3 separate regions of the Mus musculus genome follow, and regions 1 and 2 are each linked to region 3. A link is a contact called in public ChIA-PET and HiChIP or PLAC-seq data. All regions are on one chromosome and are shown on one strand. Each heading gives the region's core, a stretch centred on a gene start, on an enhancer-like site or on the middle of the called end of the contact. The rest is flanking DNA. Distances are from core to core; before and after follow the strand shown.

Evidence for each region. ChIA-PET counts read pairs in DNA pulled down with a chosen protein or histone mark. HiChIP or PLAC-seq counts read pairs in DNA pulled down with a chosen protein or histone mark.
Region 1: a contact with region 3 is called in an RNA polymerase II ChIA-PET map of memory CD8 T cells, with 166 read pairs. The contact joins the promoter of Ap4e1 here to the promoter of Blvra in region 3. A contact is called at or near these places in 2 of 39 promoter capture datasets (embryonic stem cells and macrophages), 4 of 484 Hi-C or Micro-C datasets (B cells, cumulus cells, embryonic stem cells and 1 more), 4 of 115 datasets of contacts at active chromatin or transcription factors (the HPC-7 cell line, effector CD8 T cells, embryonic stem cells and 1 more) and 4 of 9 other capture datasets (adipose tissue, liver, macrophages and 1 more).
Region 2: a contact with region 3 is called in an H3K27ac HiChIP or PLAC-seq map of embryonic stem cells, with 5 read pairs. The contact joins the enhancer-like site here to the promoter of Blvra in region 3. A contact is called at or near these places in 1 of 39 promoter capture datasets (macrophages), 1 of 15 datasets of contacts at CTCF or cohesin (CD8 T cells), 2 of 484 Hi-C or Micro-C datasets (both in bone marrow-derived macrophages), 5 of 115 datasets of contacts at active chromatin or transcription factors (the HPC-7 cell line, embryonic stem cells, intestinal villus epithelium and 1 more) and 3 of 9 other capture datasets (adipose tissue, liver and pancreatic islet).

Annotation. Positions count from the first base shown.
Region 1 is chr2:127,007,267-127,011,773 of GRCm38.p6, reverse strand. It overlaps Ap4e1 (adaptor-related protein complex AP-4, epsilon 1), which reads right to left and starts at 3,063. Exons shown (of 21, transcript NM_175550.3): 1 at 2,874-3,063. The coding sequence starts at 3,020.
Region 2 is chr2:127,107,532-127,112,296 of GRCm38.p6, reverse strand. Ncaph (non-SMC condensin I complex, subunit H) reads left to right here. Exons shown (of 18, transcript NM_144818.3): 14 at 3,639-3,812. Among named protein-coding and RNA genes, the nearest start is that of Gm39922, 11 kb to the right of the region's middle. Within about 2 kb of position 3,121, at least 7 of the 459 cell types and tissues checked have an H3K27ac peak or open chromatin away from gene starts, as enhancers often do. A contact at or near this core is called in embryonic stem cells, where this site is marked.
Region 3 is chr2:127,068,435-127,073,274 of GRCm38.p6, reverse strand. Blvra (biliverdin reductase A) reads right to left here and starts at 2,618. Exons shown (of 8, transcript NM_026678.4): 1 at 2,545-2,618. It overlaps Ap4e1 (adaptor-related protein complex AP-4, epsilon 1), which reads right to left. Exons shown (of 21, transcript NM_175550.3): 21 at 3,461-4,840.

The DNA.
Region 1 (4,507 bases), core at 1,814-4,313, 62 kb after region 3:
AACAATTTCAATTATACTCATTCTTAAAGCTACATTCCCTGACCCACAGAACCCTCCCTGGAAAGAATAATTATTTCCATGTTAACCTAGTGATCCTCTTCATTTCACTCGCTTGGCTAGTGAAGACTGGCAAACATTTGTTTTTTAAAACTTCAAAATGAGGGGTTGGAGAGGTGGCTCAGCAGTTAAGAGCACTAGCTGTTCTTCCAAAGGATGAAGGCTCAATTCCCAGCACAACTGTCCCTTATTCCAGTTCCAGGGGATCTGACATCCTCACAGAGACATACATGTAGGAAGAAAACCAATGTACATAAAATAAAAAATAAATTAATTTAAAAACAAAAACTTCAAGATGGGCCCAGCAGTGGTGATGCTCACCTTTTTAATCCCAGTGCTTTGGCAGTAGAAGCAAGTGGGTCTCTGTGAGTTTCAGGCCAGCCAGGGCTACAGAGAAAAACCCTGGTGTTTTTTGTTTAAAAAAACCAAACAAACATAAATAACAACCAAAAAGGAAAAGATTCAAAATCGGGGTAGTGAGATGATGCCTCGGTGGATGGAGGCTCACCCTACCAAGCCTGATGACCACATGATCCCACCACACAGCCCTCACTAGCAGGTCTTTAGCCACTTAACTTCAGGGACTCGGTGTGTGATTTAAAGATCACATCGTATTAGCCAGTGGTTGGCCAGGCCCTAAATGTGATGGGGATGGTACACGTATAAATACGTGTAGGTTTTAACAACTCAGAACAGCTAGGCATGGTGGTATGCATCGTTAGTCCCAGCAGTCAGTCTGAAGGCAAAGGCAGGTGGATTTCTGTGAGTTCAAGGCCAGCCAGGTCTGTACAGGAAGCCCCAAGACAACCACGGCTACATGGTAAGACCTTGACTCAAAAAACAAAAACAAAGAGTCTAAGTGAAAAGAGAGTAAAAAAAAAAGTGTGGATCTGGGAAGATGAAGTTACATCTTCCCAGAAGCAAAAAGTGTTGATGGGATAAAATAAAAAGTGTTCATGGAACGCAGAAGACAGACAGACAGACAGACAGACAGACAGACAGACAGACAGACAGACACAGTCTTCCTGACCTCTACTCTTCCTCATCCTCCTCAGCCCATCTTCCCTCTCGCTGTCTACTGCACACACCAGTGTGGTCAACTCTGATGCTTGCCTGTGCTGGACCTCAGGAAGCACTTAGGGCCTGGCCAACCACTAACTAATACAATGTTATGTTCAAATCACACACTGAGTCGCTGACGTTAAGTGGCTAATTCCGAACTGCTGGTGGGGGCTGCAGAGATGCCACAGGTGAGAATACACAGAGCTCTTGCAAAGGACAGAATTTGGTTCCTCACACCCACTCTGGTGGCTCACAATTGCCTAAAAGTCTAGCTCCAAGGGATCACACACACTCTCCTGGACTCTGAGAGCATCTGCACTCATGTACACATGCCATAAACACACACACACACACAACTTTGAAACAAATCTAAAAACAAAACAAAACTTAGAAGTAATACATCTGGCAGTAATACCACATCTGGCTGTCTGTGCAGTTTCAAACTAAGCCAAAAAAACTATATTCTCTAAATTTTTCAGAGCGGTGGCAGAGGCAGATGGCTCAATGTGTAAAAAGCACAAAGCCGGGTGTGGTGAGGTGGACCTGTGATCCCTGCACTCCTATGGTGAGACAGAACACTCGAAGCTCCCTAGCCAGCCTGCCTGAATATACAACACAGAAACAAGCGTCAAGAGAGATCTCACCTACTAGGTGGAAGGTAAGGACTAAGACCCAAAGCTGTTCTCGGAAGCCTATACATGTGCCGTGGGTCCGTGCATCCTCACATACCAGCACATACACATTCTCTCAGTACATACATGTACACACAAAATACTTACTTGCCCTCTCATACAAATTAGCAACAGAAAAGCACGAAGAGATGTTAAGTACACGAATAATGATTAAGGGATGTTCAGCAAGCCCTGCCACACACCAGCTTCCAGTGAGAACACAAGCCCGTTTTAAACCTTTAAAGGCATCTTGTTTCTCTTCTCCATGCTGCAGGCATTTACACTGCACTGTAGTTACTTATTTATGTTAAGTCTAAAATGGACAGAAAATAGACAGAAAAGTGTTTTGCTATTTTCATTACTTAACATATAGTTGTGCTTGATAAATACTTGCTGAAGAAAGTATGACACAATATTATGTTTTTAAGACAAACACTCCTTGAGGCTTTGAGTCAGTACCATACAAAGTACGTGGGAACTTAATAACTTCTATAGTAACTACTAGTTTTCAAAGCGCGTCTTTGCCCAACCCGTTGGTCTAGACTAAACCTCAAGCTCTGCAAAGATTAACAGCCCTGTCAGGGGTGGGAATGAGGGTTGTCTGTCCGAGTACGTGATGCTTCCAAATAGAAAAATTAAAACTCAAGAGGGAGCCGGGCAGTGGTGGCACAAGCCTTTAATCCCAGCACTTGGAAGGCAGAGGCAGGCGGATTTCTGAGTTCGAGGCCAGCCTGGTCTACAGAGTGAGTTCCAGGACAGCCCGGGCTACACAGAGAAATCCTGTCTCGAAAAATCAAAACAAAACAAAAATCTCAACAGGGAGGAGAAACTTGGTAGGAGCCTATAGCTCAGGCTTTAGGTCATACTGGCTTTTTTCACTCGATTGACAGCTCATGTAATCCTCAAAGCACCCCATGAGAAAACACACGGAGGGTCTTCGGGCCTCCAAATCAGAAAGCCGGCCTCCTGAGGTCGGTCGGTACAGGCAACTTGAGGCGGACGCCCGGCTGCGTCCATCCAGCGGACCGATGTCTCCGGCCCCGCCGCCCCACCCCATCCCGCCCAGCCAACCCCGCCGCATACGTGCTTGGATGAGAGTGCAGTGACGCCACGGATGAGGCCGCCCAGCCTGGAGAAGAAGGGTGCTCTGGAGGCCGCAGGTCCTCCCAGCTGGTTCTGCAGGAAGAGCCCCGGCAGTGCGGTCAGCGTCCTCTCCACCATGTCGCTCATCGCTGCCTCCCTACGAGGCTACTTCGCGCTGACTCTCCCGGCCTCCGTAGTCACTTCCGGCGTTTTGAATAAGAAATCTTTATTCGCGCCGGAGCAGGACGAGCAGGATGAAGTTCCGGGAAACACCGCCTGGGGGCGCACGAGTCTAGGAGGAGAGAGGAGTTCTCTGGAGACATGAAGTTCATGATCATTCTATTAGCGGTGAAATGTGTGTGCATGATCTTGTATTTTCTCGAACTTCCCAAGGTTAATGAATTCGTGCCATTCCCCTGTCCCAGCCTCCAAGTGCTGGGATTACAAACCTGACCTACCATCTTTATAGTGTTCTTAACACCTGTAGGAGCTCTTATCTCTGAAACTTTGTCTGTGATAAGTGAAATTTTTTTCTTAAATCTTGAAGTTGTTCTTGTACCTACACCTCAACAAAAGAAAAAGTTTGCCTGACAGAATAGTTATGCAAAGATAAAGTTTAGGGCTGGTGAGATGGCTCAGTGGGTAAGAGCACTGTCTGCTCTTCCAAAGGTCCTGAGTTCAAATTCCAGCAACCACACGGTGGCTCACAACCATCCATAATGAGATCTGACGCCCTCTTCTGTTGCGTGTCTGAAGACAGCAACAGGGTACTTATTTATAATAATAAATAAATCTTTTTTTAAAAAAGTTTAATTTATTGAAAAATCTCAATATTTAAATTATTTAAAACAGATTTTCTTTAGAATTTAATATTTTATGCCTACGTAAAGTTTTGTTTACTGTGTGTGTGTGTATGTGTGTGTGTGTTTTTTTAACTTTAGGCCCTTTCACTAGTTTAAATTAGAAAACTTACTTTCCAGCCATGTAGTGGTTGTTGCCTGAAATCCCAGCCCTTGAGACTGGAAGGAGGAGCAAGAAAATTCAAGGGCATCACCGGCTCCATATCAAGTTCAAAACAAACCTGAGTTATATGAAACCCTGTCTTAACTTTCCCCATCCCCCAATTTTTTTCTTCCACCTAAAAAATATGCTGGGGAAAGCTGATACATTTCTGACTCGGGTGAAAGGAACGCGGCTACACTGCCAAAAAGTAAAGTGAAACTTTCCTTCCCCTGGCCTGGGTGATGTTCACTATCCCCCTTAGTCCGTCTTATCCAATAGAGCTTTTTCAAATTGTGCTGTGGTGCCAGTAAAACAGGGTCATTGTTTGGACCAAAGTTTAAAGGAAGAAAAATTACACATTTGAAACAGAGACATGGTAGGCTATATAAAAAGCAAAACTCTGTTGTTCCTGCTTTTCAAGCAGCACTAAAACTTCTTTTTTTTATTTATTTTTTTTTCTATTTTTTATTAGGTATTTAGCTCATTTACATTTCCAATGCTATACCAAAAGTCCCCCATATCCACCCACCCCCGCACTAAAACTTCTTACACAGCTTTCATTAGCATACTGAATTGGCTAGAAAATTATGCAACAGCTTAAAAGGCTCAAAAATGCCAAACCTGTAGGTCGT
Region 2 (4,765 bases), core at 1,872-4,371, 39 kb before region 3:
AGAGGGTGAAAGACCCACAACGTGAAGACTCCCCCACGTTCTGACTCAGGAGAGCAACACCCCAAATCACTCACGAGAAATGGTCTTGGTGCAAACCGCAAGAGGACTTTTATTCCAGGCGTGCTCTGGGACCCACAGCCATACACCACACAGGGGGTAGAGGACCGTGGGCCCCGAGTAGCTGGGACAGGGGGTATTTAAAGGAAGGAACCACAACTCAAGGGGGTGGGGAGAGCGTTGTTGGAAAATACCAAAAATACCAGTTAAGAGTCGTGAGGGAGTGGGAGTCAAGACAGTTTCTATGAGTCTCTAACAATAGCACATTTGCATAGTGGGTTCCAGGAGCTGTCCAGGTGGGTCAGGGTGACTTTCTTTGAATGAACACTCCCCAAACCCAGGAAGCCAGTGGATGGAGGAATGTCACTATCTGTTTTATAATTAGCATGCCTTGGAGCATTGAGTCACAAAGGTCACATTCTCAAGCCTGGGCCTAACGGCCTAGAATTTTTTGTTTTTTATGTTTCACTTTTTTATTCACCACTTCTACTTGCTAATCTTAGAACTAGACACTATATTCTCCCTGATGCACTTGATCCTTTAGGGCATGGTACTGTTGTCTCAAAACTAAAAGCTGCACTGTACTAAGTTTTGCTCTAATAAAGGCAACTAGCCTATCTAACACACATGGACCTATAATTAAAAGTAGAAGCAAAATCAGAAGGGGTCCCATAGGATAGAAAGTAGGATGGTCAAGAGTACAAGATAAGGGCCTTTCCACCGAGTCTCAAGGTTTTCTGCGCAATGGCATCTACTGTAGACTGAATCTCTAACTTGGAAGCGATGTGGGCTTGCAGGTCTCCTTCTCTTGAGTAGGCATTCTGGAGCTGCTTCCACACTCGCTGTCTCACCCTTTTGAGCACCTTGAGCCTAGAGAACAAAGGCTGGGAAAGCAGCATGTCTGCACTATGTACAGAGGCTATTTTTACCAGTGGAGCCCCCCCCCCCCCATAGAGTAATTCATAGGGGGTCAGTCCAAACTGTCTAGGGGTGTTTCTAACCCTGAAGAGCACAAAGGGTAGGAGAGCTATCCAATCATTAGCGCCAGTCTCTGCTGTCAATTTGGTAAGGGTCTCTTTAATGGTTCTATTCATCCTCTCTACCTGTCCTGAGCTTTGGGGCCTGTATGCACAATGTAACTTCTAATCAATTCTAATCAATGTAACTTCTAATCAACCCCCAATATCTTGGCCAGTCCCTGACTTACCTGGACAACAAAGGCAGGTTCATTATCGGACCCGATTACCTTGGGTATCCCAAATTTCGGGAAGATTTCTTCTAAGATCTTCTTGGCCATCACATTGGCCGTCTTAGTCCTGGTAGGAAAAGCTTCTACCCAGCTTGAAAAGGTGTCTATTAACACTAATAAGTACTTGTTACCATATCTAGCTGGCTTAATTTCTTTAAAATCTACCTTCCAATAGGCCCCCAGCCAGTTGCCCCTGAGCCTCTTCCCAGGAGTATACATGGAGTGTCCTGCATTAGTCATAGCACAGGCCTTGCAGCTTTGACTATTTCTCCTGCCAAGTCAGAGAGTCCTGTAACATAGTAGTCAGAGGACCTAACCACACCTTTTAATTTCTTGACCCCAAGTGGGTCAAGTAATGTAAGTTGGTAACATACTTGTGTCCTTCTTCCCATGGGAGAACTCATTTTCTTTCTTCTGTTTCTATTACCCCATATGAGGTTTCCTTTACCATCCCTAATTTGTCCATAACTTGATAGTCCTCAGGGGTATATCTAAAGCTGGTCTCTGACATCATAATCTTTAGGCTTCTTGACTGCCAGGATCATTACTCCTTGGGCCGCCTGTTTGGCGGTTAGATCTGCCATCTGATTCCCTTTAGCCACAGCATCTTAGGTCTTTCTCTGCAGGTGTCAACAGCCCTCTTTGTCTGTATATTGCTCCGTGCAGTGGCAAAAGCATATCTGCTGTCAGTGTAAATGTTGATAGACTTCCCCTTTGCCATTTGTAGAGCTTATATCAAAGCCACAAGTTCGGCTTTCTGGGCCGAAGTTCCTTCAGGGAGGCTGCTGGCCCAGATCACTTGCTTTCTGTCCACCACTGATGCCCCTACCTTCCGCTTACCTTCAACCACAAAGTTACTGCCATCCGTGTACCAACTCGGACTCCCAGGCCAAGGCTGATCCTTCAGATCATTTCGAGTACCAGTTTCTTCTGCCAGAATGTCAGTGCAGTGATGAGCAGGTGAAGAGTCATCAGTCTCGGGCAGTAGGGTAGTGGGATTCAGGACAGCAGGGGGAGCAAAGGTCACTCGTTCAGTCAACAAAGGGCTCTGATAATGTGTCATATGAGCGTTGGTCATCCATTGGTCAGGAGGCTGTTGGATAATACTTTCAAGAGTGTGGGGTGCCACTACAGTTATTTGCTGTCCCAGAGTGAGCTTATCAGCATCCTTGACAAGTAATGCTACTGCAGCAATAGCTTTCAAGCAAGAAGGCCACCTGCTGGCAACAGGGTCTAACTTCTTGGATAGGTAAGCCACTGGCCTTTTTCAAGGTCCCAAAGTCTGGGTAGACTCCTATGGCAACCCCTGCTCTCTCAATAAAGAGTGAAAGGCTTGGTTAGGTCAGGCAAGGCCAAGGCTGGGGCCATCAGTAGGGCTTTTTAAATTTCTTTAAAGGCTTTCTGGTGATCTGGGTTCTACACAAACACCTCCCCTTCCTTGGCTAGGGGGTACAAGGGGCAGCTAAGGTCGCAAACCCAGGTATCCAGAGCCTGCAGAAGCCAACGGTGCCCAAGAATTCTCTTACTTGCCTTGGTGTAGTTGAGGTAGGAATCTGAGTTACAGTCTTTTTTTTTTTTTTTTTTTTTTTTGGCTTCCTTTAGCCACCACTTCCCATCTCGAAGGTTGTATCTCAAATAAATAACTTCAGTCTGACACAGCTGAGGCTCGGTCCCCTAACTCACCTAATTCTGTTAAGCACATTGGTCTTCTAATAGTCCCTTTGAGTCTATGTGTGGGGCATTTTTATTGTAACCATCACACTGGGTGTGGTGGGACACACCTTCCAGTCTTGAGGTGGAGGAAGGTGAATCGAAAGTCACCCTTTGCTACAAGGCAAGTTTAAGGTCACCTTGGCATTCTTGAGAGTCTGTATCCATCCAAAATATAAAAGGGCGTTGCTCCTGCTACAAAATTAGATAGCACCTGGGATTTCCTGTACTGTTTTTGGGTGGTAAGGATGGAACCTAGTAACTCACATGAAATGTGTGTGTACTCTGTACTTAGCTACATGCCCAGCCCCTGTTCTGTGCTCTTGTTAGGCAAGGGATGCAGGCTGTGCTCCAGCGTTTTGGGAATGTTTTCTGTAAGATGAAATATTTATCTAGTTACTAAGCAAAGGGGATGCTGGTCTCTGTGGTCATTGCACTCTTTAAACTCATGCTTCCGAGGTCTCAGGCTGATAAGAGACCCCTCTCTCTGTAGTAGGGCTTATGTGAAGCAGGAAGAAGTGAGCGAGCAGGCCACGTTGGTGGGACTCTGCTTGCTTTGTGTACGTGGAGTCTCTCCCATTGATAGCATCTACCAAACTTGAAGGGTTGTTTCCTTGCCCAGGCTGCTGACAGTGATTATGAAGAGGCAGACGATTTATTTGCGGATCCAGTCGGGACCCTTGACCTTGAGTCTGATCCAAAGACAACACAAGAGAATGGTCACATTTCTCCTGAAAACCAAGGAGTAGATATCACAACTTACCAAGAGTTGAACTTGGTGGCTGAGCCTCAAAAGGTAAGGAAGAGACAACAAGGAATTGTGTGGATTCCTGGCTGTCTGTTTAACTCCTCTCAGATGTGAGTCCCATCAGCCTGCGCTCCACTTGTTTTCCGGTTCCATCTTAACCTGCTATCTGAGTTTTCACACAGGGTTGTGCTGTCTAAACTGCTTCCCAGTTATTGACATTGGCTACTTAGGTTATATGGTAGTGATATTTTTCCAAAGACCTTATTTTATCTTATTAACTTTTATTTACTGCTGTAGTGTTGAGAGTCAAACCCAAGTCATAAGTAGGAGTGGATTGGCCACACCAATAAAACACATGTAGGAAGGCTGCAGCGAGAGCATTGCTGTGGGGCTTTGAATACCTTGGCCATTTTCAGTTCCTGTCATGTGTTAAATACCTGATGCCTTATCCCAAGAGCCAGGCTGGGTGCTATCTGTTTCATATACTCATCTCTTACACTGCAATTCTTGGTCTTAATCTAAATTTCCTCTGATTAAAAGGAGTTAGGATTGGTAGAGTGTTTACCTAGATTCAGTCCCATGCACTGGCTCATTAAAATTGGGCGTGGTGGTTCATACTTGTAATGCCAGCACTTGCTTGGAGGCAAGAGGTTGACAAGTTCAGGATCTAACAGTAAGCCCAGGCAAGACTCGGCTACACGAGATTCAAAAGCAAAACAGCAAAATCCGAAAGGTAAAAACAGAAAGAAGTGAGATCTTTTTGCAGGGAACTCTGTATATGAGGTTGAGACTGGCTTTCTTTTTTGCTTTTGTTTTCGAGACAGGGTTTCACTTTATAGCCCTGGCTGTCCTGGAACTCACTCTGTAGACCAGGTTGGTGTCTAACTCACTGAGATTCAGTTGCCTCTGTCTCAGAGGGCTGGCATCAAAGGTGTGTGCCACTGTGCCCGGCTGGGATTTCTCCTTGATTTCCAACTTTTTCATTCGAGACTTCTATTTTA
Region 3 (4,840 bases), core at 1,369-3,868:
GAGCCATTTGAACCAATCAGAACCTGCTGATCATACCAAGCAATTTTTCAAAAACAAGAGACCAAAAGAATCAAAACTTTTAAACAAGCAAAATATCTTTGGGTCTAACTTTTGCTTCTAACATTAAAAATCGTAATTATTACATTTTTATAGAGATCTCCAGTTAAGACCTGGAGAGATTGATCAGCAGTTAAAGGATATGCTAACATCCAAAACTCTAAGATCTACAGGTAACATGTTTTCATTAATAACAGCAGCCACACAACATGGTTCTGGACAGATGGCTCATCAGTTAAGAGCATTTGCTGTTCTTGCATAGGGTCAGAATTCAGTTCCCAGCTCCCATGTAAGGTGACTCACAGATGTCTGTAACTCCAACTACAGGGGATTTGTCACCTTGTATTGTCATCCTCAGGCATGTACATACATAAACACACACACACACACATACACACAAATAATGTTTTTTAAATTTTTTATTTACATTGGTGTTCTGCCTCCATGTATATCTGTGTGAGGGTGTCATGTCCCCTGGAACTGGAATTACAGACAGTCGTGAACTGACATGTGAGTGCTGAGATTTGAACCTGGGTCCTTTGGAAAAGCAGCCAGTCCTCTTAACTGCTGAGCCATCTCTCCAGCCTTAATATTATACACTTTACAAAGCAAACAGATATCAAATGCTTAGCCTATCTTTGAGAACCTCCAGACTGCAGGGACACAGAGACTGGCTCCTTTGGTAATGGTGTTTGGCCAACTAAGAATCACTGAATAGTGAAGAAAGGAAGACAGGATTACTTATGCCTCACCTGCACAGCTCTCCTAACAGTTCATCACCAAAGCTGCATTTGGCCACAGTTGCTACAGCCCTGAAGGAGGCATGGAAGGGCTCAGGCTCCTCTGCCATACCCCAGCCTTGCTCTGAGACCCCCTACACCTTCCAAGCACCTTCCAAGCACCGTCCATGCACCGCGGAGACAGCAGTCTGCTGATGTTCACTCCCGGTTGCCACCCTTCTCTCATGGATATCCTCAACTCTGCCCATTTTTCTACAATGCAGGCCAACAACAGTTCTTTCCTTTTATTCCGTTTTTCAGGATTTGTGTGTGAATTTTGTTTCTGAGGAAGGATTTCACTTTGTAGCCCAGGGAGGCACGAAACACACTCTGTGGCCTAGGCTGACCTCACACTCTCAGCAACTCTTCTGCCTCAACCTTGATTTATAACAAAACCTATGAAGTAAAACATAATAGCTATACAGATGTATATAATTTATATACATCAAAATAGCAACAATACTTGTCTCTGAGTACTAAGTTTCAGCAAAATTTGTTCCTTAGTTCTAAAAGTTCAAGTATAGTTAGCCACACATATTTCTCAGTTTTCTAGCCATCAAGAAGGCCCTTGACAATACTTTGTCTACCACGTGGCTTCAATATGTGCTACTCTGCAATGCAGAATGGAAGAAAGGGATCTGAATATTTATTAATACAACCTATTACAATAAAAATGAACTCTAGTTCAGTAAGAACTCAAATTATTCAGTAAGAACAATTTAAGAAATTCTTGGAAGTAATATAGAAACTTCATTAATTATGGGGGGAACTTTCCAGTGCTATAGTGTTTGCTTTGTGCATTGTGAGTGCTAATATTTATAAAATCTTAGGTTGAACATTCTGTGGCCTTACATAGCTATAGCTATCCTACCGAGCAAGCATGCTCTTTATCCCCACTTGTACAAATGAGGACACTGATACACCAAGAGGTTAGCTAGTATACCCCAAACCCATAACAGCTGTAAGATGCAAAACTGGAATTATGTAATGTTAAATAGAAAAATATCTGGATCCAAAACTGCACATAATGGGTTTCTCTGTATAGCCCTGGCTGTCCTGGAACTCACTCTGTAGATCAGCTTGGCCTTAACTCAGAGATCTGCCTGCCTCTGCCTCCCAAGTGCTAAAGACTAAAGGTGTGCGCCACCACCGCTGGCCTTTTAATTTCTGTTTTTAGTAGGACCTAAACTCAGCCTTATCTCTGAGTTCTTCAGATAAGCAAGCGACTTAAAATTCAACCCTCACAGGGTCTTCCAACACTCTTTCTTTCAGTTTTCAAAGAATAAAGTACAGCTAGGAGAGATTATAAAAGACACACCTGGCGCAAACTCTCAACCTCCAGAGTTCAAAGTCATCATTCTGGATATGACACTGTCAAACCGGGGGTAGGGGTGGGGGTGGGGGGCTCAGTCCCCCAGTCAGTGCACGATACACCTACCAGCCTCATCTAGGTAAGGCCGGAAACCATCAGCACTTTTAAACGAGATGGAGATTTAATTTCTTTACCATCTTTACTCGGGAATGCCGCTTCCTGAGAGGAGGCCCCCCCCCCCCCCGGTCCGGCCTGCGAAGGGCTCCGCAAAGAGAAGCTGGCGGCCAGGGCGCTCCGGGGTCCCGAAAGGATGGCGGGCACGCGGCCCCTATCGGCCTTGGCCTCCCGTCTCAGGGTCGTGCGCTCAGCCCCGCGCCCCTCCCGGCCAGAGCTCACCTTACCAGCGGCTCACGAGCTTCCGCTTCAGCGCGCCCAAATTGCAGCGTCCCAGCAGCTACAGACAGAGCGCTGCTAGGATTCGATTGGCTGTCCAGATGGTAGGCGGAGCCTTGACCGAGCAATTCCCGTGAGTCCCGCGGCCCATGCTGCTGAATGGGGAAAATTACGAGCTGCTGTGTTTTTGCACTTGTTTGGTGTGGTGTCGCTACTTTGTCAGCTCCCTTCGCGCCAAATGCAACTAGGGCTTTTTTTTTTTCCTGGGTATATTCGGGACCTTGTTTAGTTTTGCGGCTCAAACATAATTGATCTGACACAAAAACTTGTTCCTGTAAGGAGCGAGGATTCCAGAAAACCAGTGTTTGTAATTCCCTGTCTTCAGGGCTAGGAAACAGCATTTTCCCAGGAACAGCCTGGTCTCACCCTGGGAATGGCGAAAGAGTAGACGCACTGAGGGGAGAATCAGAGTGCTGTGCGAGGAAAGTGTACCAAGGGTAAGGGAGAAGAGGGAGGCATCTGAAGGACGCTTTGACCTGTAGGGCTGGAGTCTGTTCCAAGTCCACTGACATTTACCCTTTTTTATCCCTTGACAAAACTGATGAAACTAACAGGGTTGGTGGCGACGAAAAATCATCTTTGTTTCTCGTGAGATAAATGTCCTCACTCCAGACAAGGCATGGAGCACAATTACAAGCCTAACTTGGAGTCAGACCACTTCTTAACGTTTCCATCATCTGCCATCTGAGAAGTCAGAACTGACCCCTTCCTGATCACCCTGTAATCTTCCACCCATACAGCAGCCAGAGTGACCTTAAACATAATAGCAATTAGTTGGGTATGGTAGTGCATACCCTGTGGGCTGGGCAGCTCACGTCTTCCGTGAGTGACCAGGGGCTGGAGAAATAGCTCAGTGGTTAAGAGCTCTTGTTGTGCTGTAGAACCTGCAGAGCACCTGGGTTCAATTTCCTGCACTCACACGGCAGCTCACAACCATTTGTTCTTTAACTCTAGTTCCAGGGGAACCGATGGCTCTTCTGACCTCTGCTAGCACCAAGCACCTATGTATGAATAAGCCATATTTTTAAAAGTTAAAAACTAATAAGATAGTGAGGAAGAAACCTGATGTTGATCTCTGGCCTCTGAAACATGAACATTTACATGATTATATGTACAGCCACACAAACATGTGCATATAACACACATGCAAAAACAAACATACAGACTGAGCAAGTTGTATTTATATATTTAGAAACCTATCTATATACTGATTAAATAATTTTCATCTACTTAAATTATAAAGAACATACAGACCCCAAAAAGCACAGATGTTTTTATTATACATTCAATTAAAAAATTTCAATTTACACAGTCCAGTGCCAAAACAAAGTAAAAAAAAAATGCATCATTTATTACGTTGCTATTCACTTGCATTGTTCTCTCCTAAAGTTCTGACATAAGAAAACAGCTCAAAGACACATGAATAGGGTCAGTGCACTTCTTATGGCTTACCATGTGACAATGATCATGTTTAGCCATAGAAAATAAAAGAACCTACAGTTAAATGAAAATAAAATACTGTACTTTTATAAGTCAATTTGGAAGAGCTTAGCACGTCAGCCAACACTCCCCTGCAGAGCACATGCTGCGCTGGGCACACCTGTACACTGGCTCTCAGATGGCTCAGCTCCTCCCACAGCTTCTCTGTAGGGAAGGGTAAGACAGGCTCCTCTCATACCCTGAGTGGCCGCTCTTCTGCTGAGCGCCTGGGTGACTGCTAGGAGCCTGGCCACCTCCTTTCCGCTGCTCTCATGCTCTTCCTGTCCTCCTTTATCTGTCCCCAGCCTGGCTCTGCTGCCCTCCATTCTTGGTAATGGTGCCCGGCACACAGCACACAGCCATTCTTCCCCTAAGCGCTACCCTCATTGGCTGATTATAAAGTAAAGAGACTAGGTGTTATGGATGGCCCCACGCAAGAACTAGACCTAAAATTCTCCCTATTTTGTGATCAAAAAGGTTGACGATGCCTGATTCAGAATATAATGCAGTGAGTTTAGATAGAATATGTACTGGTCCAAAGTTTTAAAATATCTACTCTTTTCTATTATTATTAGTTTATTAAAATCATAAACATTGTAAACATTGTATTAAACATTTCTGTAGAAACCCTGTTACTCTACATTTTATTTAATGAGTTCAGAAAGAACAAAAGTGACACTATGTTCTCTTTGGCAGATCTGAAGTCATGCCTCAACCCCAAACCTACTGTTTACACATGCGCTGTTAGACAGGCCAGTAG